Linked DNA regions of Sus scrofa: region 2 is linked to region 1. The links are chromatin contacts, called in public HiChIP or PLAC-seq maps. All regions are on one chromosome and are shown on one strand. The core of a region is the stretch at or near the end of the contact, and the rest is flanking DNA. Distances in the headings are between cores, read along the strand shown. Region 1 has its middle 54 kb from the start of NFIB. Region 2 overlaps LOC106509171 (a long non-coding RNA gene).

The links. HiChIP or PLAC-seq counts read pairs in DNA pulled down with a chosen protein or histone mark.
Region 2: an H3K27ac HiChIP or PLAC-seq map of skeletal muscle shows a contact between it and region 1. The contact joins two enhancer-like sites. A contact is called at or near these places in 2 of 47 Hi-C or Micro-C datasets (embryonic fibroblasts and fetal liver) and 1 of 2 datasets of contacts at active chromatin or transcription factors (skeletal muscle).

Annotation. Positions count from the first base shown.
Region 1 is chr1:208,125,453-208,130,795 of Sscrofa11.1, forward strand. No RefSeq gene overlaps it. Among named protein-coding and RNA genes, the nearest start is that of NFIB, 54 kb to the right of the region's middle. Within about 2 kb of position 2,054, at least 19 of the 83 cell types and tissues checked have an H3K27ac peak or open chromatin away from gene starts, as enhancers often do. A contact at or near this core is called in skeletal muscle, where this site is marked.
Region 2 is chr1:209,038,392-209,043,730 of Sscrofa11.1, forward strand. The region is part of intron 2 of LOC106509171 (a long non-coding RNA gene); the gene reads left to right. Among named protein-coding and RNA genes, the nearest start is that of MPDZ, 140 kb to the right of the region's middle. Within about 2 kb of position 3,695, at least 8 of the 83 cell types and tissues checked have an H3K27ac peak or open chromatin away from gene starts, as enhancers often do. A contact at or near this core is called in skeletal muscle, where this site is marked.

The sequences.
Region 1 (5,343 bases), core at 804-3,303:
CAGAGATAGGATTTCTTTTATGTTAAAAATCATTTCTTGTATGTTTAAGCCATGGAAGTCAGGTCCCTGTCAATGACAGCTAAATGCAATTCCTAACTGATCAAATAAGTTACTTCTTTCCTTTGGGAGAAAGAATATGGTGGAATAAAATCGATATAGCATTCGTTTGCTATCATTCCTAATCTGTGCACTTCACTGTGCCTGCTTTCTGTTTTATTTCATTTTCTTTTTTCTTTTTATGTCCAGACCTGCATCATATGGAAGTTCCCAGGCTAGGGGGTGATTCAGGGCTGCAGTTAAGGCCTACATCACAGCTACAGCCATAGCAACAAAGGATCTCTGTGGCATCTGTGACCTACACTACAGCGTGCAGCAATATGGGATCCTTAACTCACTAAGCAAGGCCAGGGATTGAACCCACGTCCTCAGGGAGCCTATGCTGGGTCCTTAACCTGCTGGGCCACAATGGGAGCTCCTTTATTTTGTTTTTAATTACTTCCATTTTAAAAAGACATTTCACCTTTCAGAACAACCCAGAGCTGAGTCTTCCCTGCCTGGTGCTCTAGAAAGTTCCTCCCTTTTGTGAACAACCCTTCTTTCAACTCACAGCAACCTCAATTAATAATCATTTTGCTCCCAAGATGACTCTGGGGAACATTTACTTAGACAGTGTGACTGTCACCACAGTTGTTGGAACTGAAGTTATATACACAGATGAACTTTTCTCACTTGTTTATTTTCCATGTGGGGTATCTCATTTAAAACAATCAATTGTATGTCCCCAGGCCCTAAATGTAGGCTGTGTTATGGATATCCTTTGAAACATCTCTCTTCTTTTCTCCAGGAAGGAGAGGAGGTAAAAGCTTGACTAAAAGGAAAAAAAAAATTCAAGAAAGGAAGAAAAAAAAAGAAACAAAATAAAAACCATATTTTTAACAAAAGGATTTTTGAAAGCTTTGGAAAATGTTGTGTTCACTCATATAAGGCCCCACTGTTTTAAACATATTTTACTATAATTTTTCCTTCAAAATTCTGACATGAGAAGTTGAACAGGGCTCTTTCAGTGTACAACCCCGGGACATGGGGAAATACAAAGAACAGTATTCCAACTAATGCATGCTCAGTGGGAATCATAATATCACATAATTGCTTAAAATCCACAGGCTGATCCGATGTCATCTTCAGAAAATATGCAAGTTTCCCTTTGTTTTCAGACTTAGAGATATTTTCTTCCTTTAGGGCTTAACCCTTCAGCTGCTATGCCTAATTATTGAAACATGACGGTAAGTGAACATAGAACTGCTCTTCTGAAACACCCTCCCAAAATATTAGGTACAATTCCCCCAAATCTGCCAACTTTTGTTCTAACAAAAGCATACAATATGTACTTAACTTTATCAGTAAACCTCAAGTGTTCTTTTTCACCCATTTCCTTTTCTACCTGTTTCTAAACACACACACACACACAAATACACACACACACACACACACACACACACACACACACACCCCGTTCTTTAAATTTCCACAAGAAACTTTGAAAGAACAAAGAGTTGCTATTTTGGAGTCTGTAATGACATGTTTAAAAGTTCATCAACTTCCTCCTTAAAAAAAAACCTGGCAATGAGTCTAAAATAATAATTCAAAAAGATTTAGAGAAAAAAAATCCTTAAGACCTCTTCCTCTATAACATTATGTAAATCATAAATATACCCCTGGTCTGGAACTGATTACAAGCCATGAGACAAAAGATATTCCTTAGCAGACTCTGCTGACAATGGGCTCTCTTCTCCCATCAGCATCTAAGAGGATTTGGGAAGGTAAGGGCAAATAAGAGTTTCATGCCAGAATGAAGAATTCCCAGGTGTATGTGTTCCTCCAATCAACCAAGTCCCGGACCATCACCGATTTGCATGAACTTAATAGAGAAACATGTTCTCTTATTCAAGGTGTGTGAGCCTTTGGGTATTCTCAGCATTCCTCTACCCTTCTCCAGTTTTCCCTTTGCTTCTCCACTGTCATTGTCCCTGACCTTCCAAACAGGATCCTTGGAATGAAGAGGAGGAAACACTATATAAACAGTTCATTCTAGAAGCATGAGTCATCCTGAATCAGCTCCCCCATTCCCTATATAAGGAACGCCCATTCCAATCTAAGCTTCTCGGTTGCTTTCAGAAAGCATTTCTTTGTTTTGTCTTTCCCTGTACCTTTTTCCTGAAGGCAAAGATTTCACTTTTTCTCTCTTTTCAAAGCTGTTCCACACTTAGGTTGGATATTCAGTTAACAGAACATCAAGGATTGCATTTTGCTTGATTGTATAGCCTTAGAAGCTCAGGCCAGCCAACTCAGAGGGACTCTGCAATGCCATTTTATAATTAAGCAGAGCACCCGCTGGACCGCATGTTATAACAGATGTTTCCTGGCCTCAGGTACTAAGCCAGCACATAGTAAAACTGCCCAGAGCCTCTTCCTGAGCCAAGATGGGTCAGTGTCTCTTACTGTAATTAGAGAATGAGGCTAGCTTTTGGTCATTAATTCCATTTGAAAAATAGCCATGGCCAAACTAAAAAAAGAGAAAAAAAAGAACATCAGAGTGCTTTTAAAATTGAAAAGCCCAATAAGAAAATGGAGATAATTTATCGGCCACTTATTATTTCAAACAGTGTTTTCGACCTTATATAAATTCTGTGCAATGATTTGCAAAATTCTTCAAGATGTTTTGCAAAATTTTCACTCCATTTATAAAATGGATAAAATTAGAGGTTCCTTATGCTTAGGCTGGAAAAGAGTTTATAGATTGGTTAGTACCAGGAAATCAAACTCATATGCTGTAACGGCCAGTTGGTAAGTGAACAAGGCAACCGAGGGCAAGAAAAACCATTCTGCCTTTTCTGTCTAGTTTTTTTTCCTTGTTTTCAGTAGGAGATATGGGTATAGGAATATATCCCTCTACTCTGAGAAAACAAGAGTTCATGCAGGTCTTATGTTCAGGAGGTATGTGCCTGAGATCAGCATTGCCCTTATATTTGAAATATGTGGGCTGTTCTCAGCTCACTAAATGATGCCACTCCTGTGTCTTCTCTAGGAGCTCCTGGGCCTCCCCATGGTCCAGCACCTGGGGAGCGCAGGGCATCCTCAGGGGGTTTCTCTAGCACGAAGTTATCCATTCTGATGGGTCAGTCCCCATGACTTAGTAGTTAAATATTTTTAACATCCCCCTTGAGTACAGGTACACAGACACATAGAAACTAGGAATTTGCTTCTGTGTAGGGTAGACTACAGGTCAGTAGAAAATGAAATTATCTGGGCCCTGGAGAGCCCATGCCATGTTAAAAGGTTCAAGGCAACAGCTACTGCAAATTGAGAAGGAATGTGGAACTCCTGTGGCCAGATCTTCTGATTTCTCAAGAGAAAATAAAAACCTGCATTCTCATATAAAATCTCCCAGTTAAATTGTCACCTCATTCAAATACTATAGGGAGTAAGCAACATACTTCTGTGGTCCAGATCTGGCCTATGTGCTCTAAATTTGCAACTTAGGAGTTCCCATTGTGGCTCAGCGGGTCGAGAACCAGACATAATGTCTGTGAGGATGCAGGTTCAATTCCACGCTCAGTGCATTAAGGAAACAGTGTTGCCCCAAGCTGGGGTACAGGTCACAGATGAAGTCAGATCCCATGTTGCTTTGGCTGTGGCGTACGCTGCATCTGCATTTCTGATTCTGACCCCTAGCCCAGGAACTTCCATAAGCCACAGGTTTGGCTGTAAAAAGGAAAAGAAATGTTTAAATGACTTGCCCAAGGATCACTCAGGTAACCAGATGCAGAGAACTTAGGAGTTCAGAACTAGAACGTAGAGTCTCTAACTCCCCAACTGGTAGGATCTGACTTAAAACAGGTCCTATAAACCCTTGAAGAGGGATTTGTTGAGTATTTAACCTAAGAAGTAGGGACTTAGATATTTTTAGTATTATAGCTCTTCACACTAGTGTTTTCTCCTGCAGCAGAAAAGTAAGAACCCATATCCAAAGCTGACATATAAAGAGGAAGAGATGGAGTTCCCCTCATGGCTCAATTGTTAACGAATCCGACTAGGAACCATGAGGTTGCAGGTTCAATCCCTGGCCTTTCTCAGTGGGTTAAGGATCCGGCATTGCCGTGAGCTGTGGTGTAGGTTGCAGAAGCAGCTCAGATCCCGCATTGCTGTGGCTCTGGCGTAGGCCAGCAGCTACAGCTGCGATTAGACCCCTAGCCTGGGAACCTCCATATGCCGCAGGAGTGGCCCTAGAAAAGGCAAAAAGACAAAAATAAAAAATTAAAAAAAAAATAAAGAGGAAGATATGATGAACATTTCAGATATAACAGGCTATGTTTAACTCTAAGAAAGTGTTGTTCCCCTAATTGATTGGAAATTAATGCCAGCCCATTGTAGAGTTGGGAAAACTGAGCTTAGGTGCCTTGCCCAGTTTCATCAGGGACAAACCCAGAGTTATCTGACCCCCAAGATGCTACACTTCATCTTCTTCCCTCTGCCAAAACCAAATGGGCAATGTTGCCAAGGGCCCCTTCTCTCTTAATGCCCTGAAAATATGAGGATGTGAACTAGAAGTTAGCAGCCAAGGAAGTACTAATTAAGTTGAGATACATGGCATATTAACACAAGGATAATCAAAGTCCTGGGTAGTAAAGATAGTGCAATTTCTTTGAATGACATTCAGAATGACTGAGCCACGGATAATGTCCTACACATGCTCTTCATTTGTTCATACATGGCCAGGGTTACACAGCCAGACACAGTGGTCCTGGCTATAGACACAGAATTTATTTCCTATCTCAAATCATTTCTGGAAGTAGGTGGAGAAAAAAAATTATCAAGTCAATACCCTAATATTAAAAGCCTTTGGGAGGTAATTTTTACTGTTAAATAATAAAATACAACTGCTTAAAAATCATTCTGGAGTGGGAATATTTACCACTCTCTACCTTTTGAGGTCTTCCTCTTTGCTGTCACTCTAAATCTTGCTCTCCATTCCCGTCACACTGGCATAGTTCAGGCTCTCTTCACTTCTCCCCTGGGTAGTACTCAGCCCTTTGTTCCCCCCCCACACTCCACCCCAATCATGCTACCACAATCGCTCCAAGTCTTTAACCTGTTCAGTAGTTCCTCCTCCCCTAAATATCTACCCACCTTCATGTGTGAACACAGGTTGCTCACAACATTTTGACCTTCATTCCCAATGTACAGAACATCTTGTGTCCCAAATGCACCATGCTGTTTCACACCTCTGAGCCTTTGCACTTGGTAGGCTCTCTGCATGGCATGTCCTTCCCTAAGTTTATCTGA
Region 2 (5,339 bases), core at 2,445-4,944, 910 kb after region 1:
TATCCTAAACATTATGAAATATTGAGTGTGAATATAAAAATGACTATTTAATTGTTGGTTCAGCCCGATCCCTACGAGCTAAGCCATGAGGAATCAGCCTAACCCCTGAAGGGCAAGCCTGAGGAAAGCAGGAAGTAAGTAGCCAGCCTAGAAAGGGCTCCTCGTGGGAAGGAAGAAACTTTGGTACACAGGGTATAATCTTATGCAAATGACAATGTTCTACAAACACGTCTTCCAGTTGTAACTATGCTGCTCATTCAATATTAACAGGCGATTAAGGCTATTTCTACAAGCTACCAAAACATCTGGAAGAAGAGAGGTAAAAATCACCCAGATGTTTGAGGAATGATAGAGTTGAGATGACAGCTAGTTGCAGCTATCTTAGTCTTTTTTTTTTTTTTTTTGGCAATTTTACATAGTCTTACACTTTTCCAGCGTATCAGCCTTAAACAAACAGGCATGTATACACACCTGAGAAACTGGGAAAGACTTTCATAACTTTTCCAAGAGATGGGAAAGGATTTATATTTTTATTTTCAAGGTCTACATCCATGAAGCTCATCAGTTTGGGCGTACTATTGACACTTGAAATTTGCAGCAGAATTTGGCTTCTTTTTTAGTTCTGCTTTTTTATGGTTTTATTTATTTTTACACATAATGGATATAACTGTGTAACATCAGCAATGCAACAAGAATGTTAGAACACCAAATATGAATTTTTGATCTCATGGTTGATAAAATATATAAAATAATGATTGCCATTCTCAAATTTTTGTATTTGTTATCATTTTTAGGGATATTGCCAAGTCAAAGTTGTACATCTGTGGGGGCACATTCCTCATAAATGTTGTTAAATATTTAATGAGAGCAAGAAATTGCCAAGTATATAGTAAAAGAAATCTGTCTAATCCTCTTCCCAAGATTCTTCTATGCTTGAGTTATATTATAGGAGTCTTACTCCACATCCATTTACCTTCCTTCCTCAGGCACATTTTCTCAAGGAACAAATTCATTGATGAGCTCTAATAGTTTTCCAGTAACATCTTTAGGATTTTCTATGTATAGAATCATGTCATCTGCAGACAGTGACAGTTTCACTTTTTCTTTTCCAATTTAGATTCCTTTTAGATTTCTCTTCTCTGATGGTGCAGCAGCAATTGAATTTTAATTTTTCAGTGTCTTTGAACCTTCAGAACTTTTTTGTCTTATAACAGAAACATGTTGGTTCCAATAATGACAAATAGCAAATGCCTGTTTCTAGCATTTTCAGTTTCTATTCTGTCAGTTGTCTCATCTACAGCTGCCTGATCTTTAAGGTCCTCTTGTGCTCCATGATTTTGAGAATCCATGTTACTGTGATAACAGAAGCCCTATGTGGTTACTGCTTTTTACCCAAATCTAACACCCTAAGATACTTCGTACAGTGAAATGTTAAATTAAACGTCCAAATTATGTTCCTCCATGGCATTTCCCTGAGTGGAAGGACTAGGAAAAGAAGACAGACCACAGAGAACTATATATGGGATTGTTTCCACAAATATACTTTTCTGCCCAAAATTATTTAGATTCCCTGCATTTTAATTTACACTCTTAAGTTAGAGTTGATTTGGACAATGGAAAAGTGACATATCACAGCAGCTAAGTGAATGGGAAAGTCAATGCAGGCCTTTTTTTTTTTTTTTTTTTTTTTGCAATGATAAATTTTACTATGATCATTAGGGAAACTTCTAACGCCACTGAGAACAAATGGGAAAATAAAAGAGCATATTGCAAAATATAGAAATTTATAGCACCACCTATTGGTTTCAAAATAAATGTTGAAAGTTTTCCTACTTTTAGTAATTATGCAGAATAGTATAAAGAGACATGATTATCATTTTGAGTCATATGAAGATTAATGTTTTTACTTCCCAGTGAATGATGCTATGGAAAATTTTTAAACAAGACTTACATTGAGGACTAATATAAGGTAATGCTTTTATATACCAGCGAAGTAAAAGAGAATCAAGATTTTTATTTGTGCATTACTTGTGCCGAGTTATATTAAGTTTTTTAAATCACCCTTTCAGGGTTATTTCAAACACTGATGAAGTGTATTGGGGTGCATTTTCTCTATCAGTCAGCTGGAACAAAATAGTTAAAAGTCATCTGATTTTTTAATGCTACCATTCAGACTGTGAAATAAAAGTCATATTTTTATGGCAAGACAAGAGAAATTTAAACAAAACTCTTATCTGCACTTTGGCCTCCTCTCTCTCCTCATTGCATTATGATATCTTCATTATGCCCCCATTAAACTTTTCCCAACAGCAGAAATACCTGCTCACCTTAAAGAGCAACATTCCCGAGCATCACCAAGATAGCTCCTTAAAAGATAGCATTCCTTCCTGATCCTGTAAGGGGTCATCTTGGACTATCAAGATGACACTTAGTTCTGGATGATGTAAACTGTCAATAACACGTCATTTGATGTCCAGCCCTCTGTCTCAAAAAACTTACATATAACTGTGCCTTGACTTCTAACAGGCAGAACAGTTCTCAGAGCTTTCTGAGATGCTCTTCCTGGGTGGTAATCCTCAAATTTGGCTCAAATAAAATTTTCCATTTCTTTCTTAGATTGACTGGTGAATTTTTCCCTGACAATGCCTTCCCCTAAAAGCTGGAGAAGATGCTGAAAAATCTCTCGATAGAATAAATTCTAGTAGCATTGGCTACTCCAGACTCTAATGTATGTGGTCTTTACCCTTTATTCAATCCAGCCTTAATAACAATGAGAGAGGTTTTTCAGGAATCTTAGATTTCCTTTCCACTCTGCTTTCAGCATATTCCAGCCTGCATCTTTTTCCAAAACGCATGACCCTTCCTAAACTGGGAAGGAAAGAGCCATCCATCCCTTTCCCACACATTAGGGAGCATGTGGACCACACTTTTTATGGAAACTCCCTTCCCCACCCTTGGGATAACTGAGCTTACGAAAGGATCACTTCAAGTCTGCATTGGAGCTGATGAACATATTTTCTCTGACCTTATTTCTTTTGCATGGATTATTTTTAAAATCAAGTTTCTCTTTGTAAGACTTGAAGGGCAGTAAAAGCCTTGAGGGCATCAGACATGACATCCTGCCCCTAATATTTGCAGTGGGCAAATGATCTGGAAAACTGAACTATACAGGGAACCTCAGAATAGAATTAAAAGAAAAACAATGCCATTTTGACCCCACATTGAACACTGGTTTTAAATGACCTCTTTTCATTTGACCAACTATTCTCTAAAACTTCAACAGGCATTAAAATAGGAAGATTGACTAAATTTTAAAGCAGAGAAAAAACAAAACAATGCAAAAATAATAGAGGACTCTGAGTCACTTGAAAGAAAACAGACACATTATCTTCGGGGAAGGAATTATTAGGCTGAACTGTATAAAATTACATATTTTTGTAAGTCAGAAATTGTCATAAATCAACTATAATAGAAAAAATAAAAATCTTAAAAAAATTTTTTAATTGTCAAATAGTCTAAATTTCACTTGACTCAATCTCATATTGAGTGAAGGAAAAAGAAATTCAATCCCAATGAAAAATAAAAATGAGGAAGAGGAAAGAAGCCGATGATGCTTCAAGTAATTCAGACAGTATGAATTAGCATTTTAGGCTTTCTTCATCAAAACTGTCAACGTGGTTCATCTTCACTCCCTCTATGACCAGCCTGACACTGGTTTCTAATCATCTGCATTTGGTATTTCTTTCTTTCCAATGCATTGCATCTCATCCCATTTCTAATAGGTAGCTTACATGTTTCCATATTGGGAACTACCTATTTTTTCATGGACTAGAATCCAAAATGAGATCCATGATCTTACTTGGGGATTTTTTTAAATAAAAGTGTTATCGTGCCTTGCTTTTTAGATTTTCAGAAGTTGGGAACAGCCACAGCCTGATGAGACTCATTGCACACTCCCCCCACTATTCTAAACAGGCTTCACACCAGGCAGCCTTCACACCCTCCCTGCAGGTCTTACAGAGCGAGCCATAATAACAAGCTTCTATGCCCTGGCTGGCTTTTTGGCTCCATGGGACACTTCTGCTGCCAAATCCTGCTTCGAGGGCTTCATGGGTTTATCCTTACATGCACCTTAGTGACGTCCTGTGTTTTGTCTCTTCTAAGCTCAGGTTCGTTTTCTCTGTCTCCTTATGGCTGTACGGGCGACAAAATGTCTACATCTGGAAGGAAAGAAAGCCCTAATATATTTTTGCCTTTTCCTCTGAAAAATATCCTGTTGTGCATGTGGGGAGAGGCATGTTAGTAATAAGAGAAGGAAATGATGGGGTCAGCTGGGGCTGTTAGAGACGGTCCAGATGAAATTTAAAGAGGGAACTGCGGTGATGGTTTTTGAGAAAACTGGGTGATGTGAGTTGCAAAACCTACAGCCCCTCATCTGGATGGGTAAAACATACCAAAAAGCTGAGCTCAGACCGGCAAGATTCACTTCTTCTAAACATAAAACAAGGAAACGTGGAAGGTTTGCTCTTTCTCTTTAATAAAGAACGTTAACAACCTGCTTTGGGGAACACGAATCTTTTTATGGAGTAAGAACTAGCTCTTTAAAAATGGGAAATCCGTGTGGGTATAGTGTTTATTTATGCACACATAAATATACACACATGCAATGATTATTAATATTTACATACACATTCGCGTATGGAAATAATTGTCTTGGAAAGTGGTTTAGATCTAGAAACAATTGGCAGACAAAGAAAGGAAAGCTGAGAATGTTCCAGTCTACAAAACCATCCCAAAGGACAACATTCCCAACAATGGGAAGGTTGATAGCATAATAATCCCCATAAAAATAACATAGGGGAAGGGGGGAGAGGAGGATCTTCAGTGTTCTTATGGATTCATATGAAAGGTTTTAGAACCTAAGTTCTTTTCAAATCAACTTTTATTTACTTGTGCAAAAATAGATTGACAGCTTCAAACGAAGGGTAGGTGGGTGTCAGAGTCTTGGCAACTGGTGAAAACTGCAGCACTTGGGTGGGTGTTTGTTAGATGGAGGAAAAAAAATGGAAAGCCAGCCCTCCCTTCTGAAAAGATATTCCCACAACGAACACACCACTGTCCACTACAGAATGTGTGTTTTGTTTTGTCTGTGCAGGATCCCGGTTGATTTTTATCCCCACACGAGACACGCCATGGAATATTTACATGTTTGGATACATCAGCAAAGAGGAAAAAAAACAAAACAAAACAAAAGACCCACACATAACACACACACACACACACACACACACCACAAAATGAGATTGTGCTCCTTTGTTTTGCATTTTCTGTAACCCAGA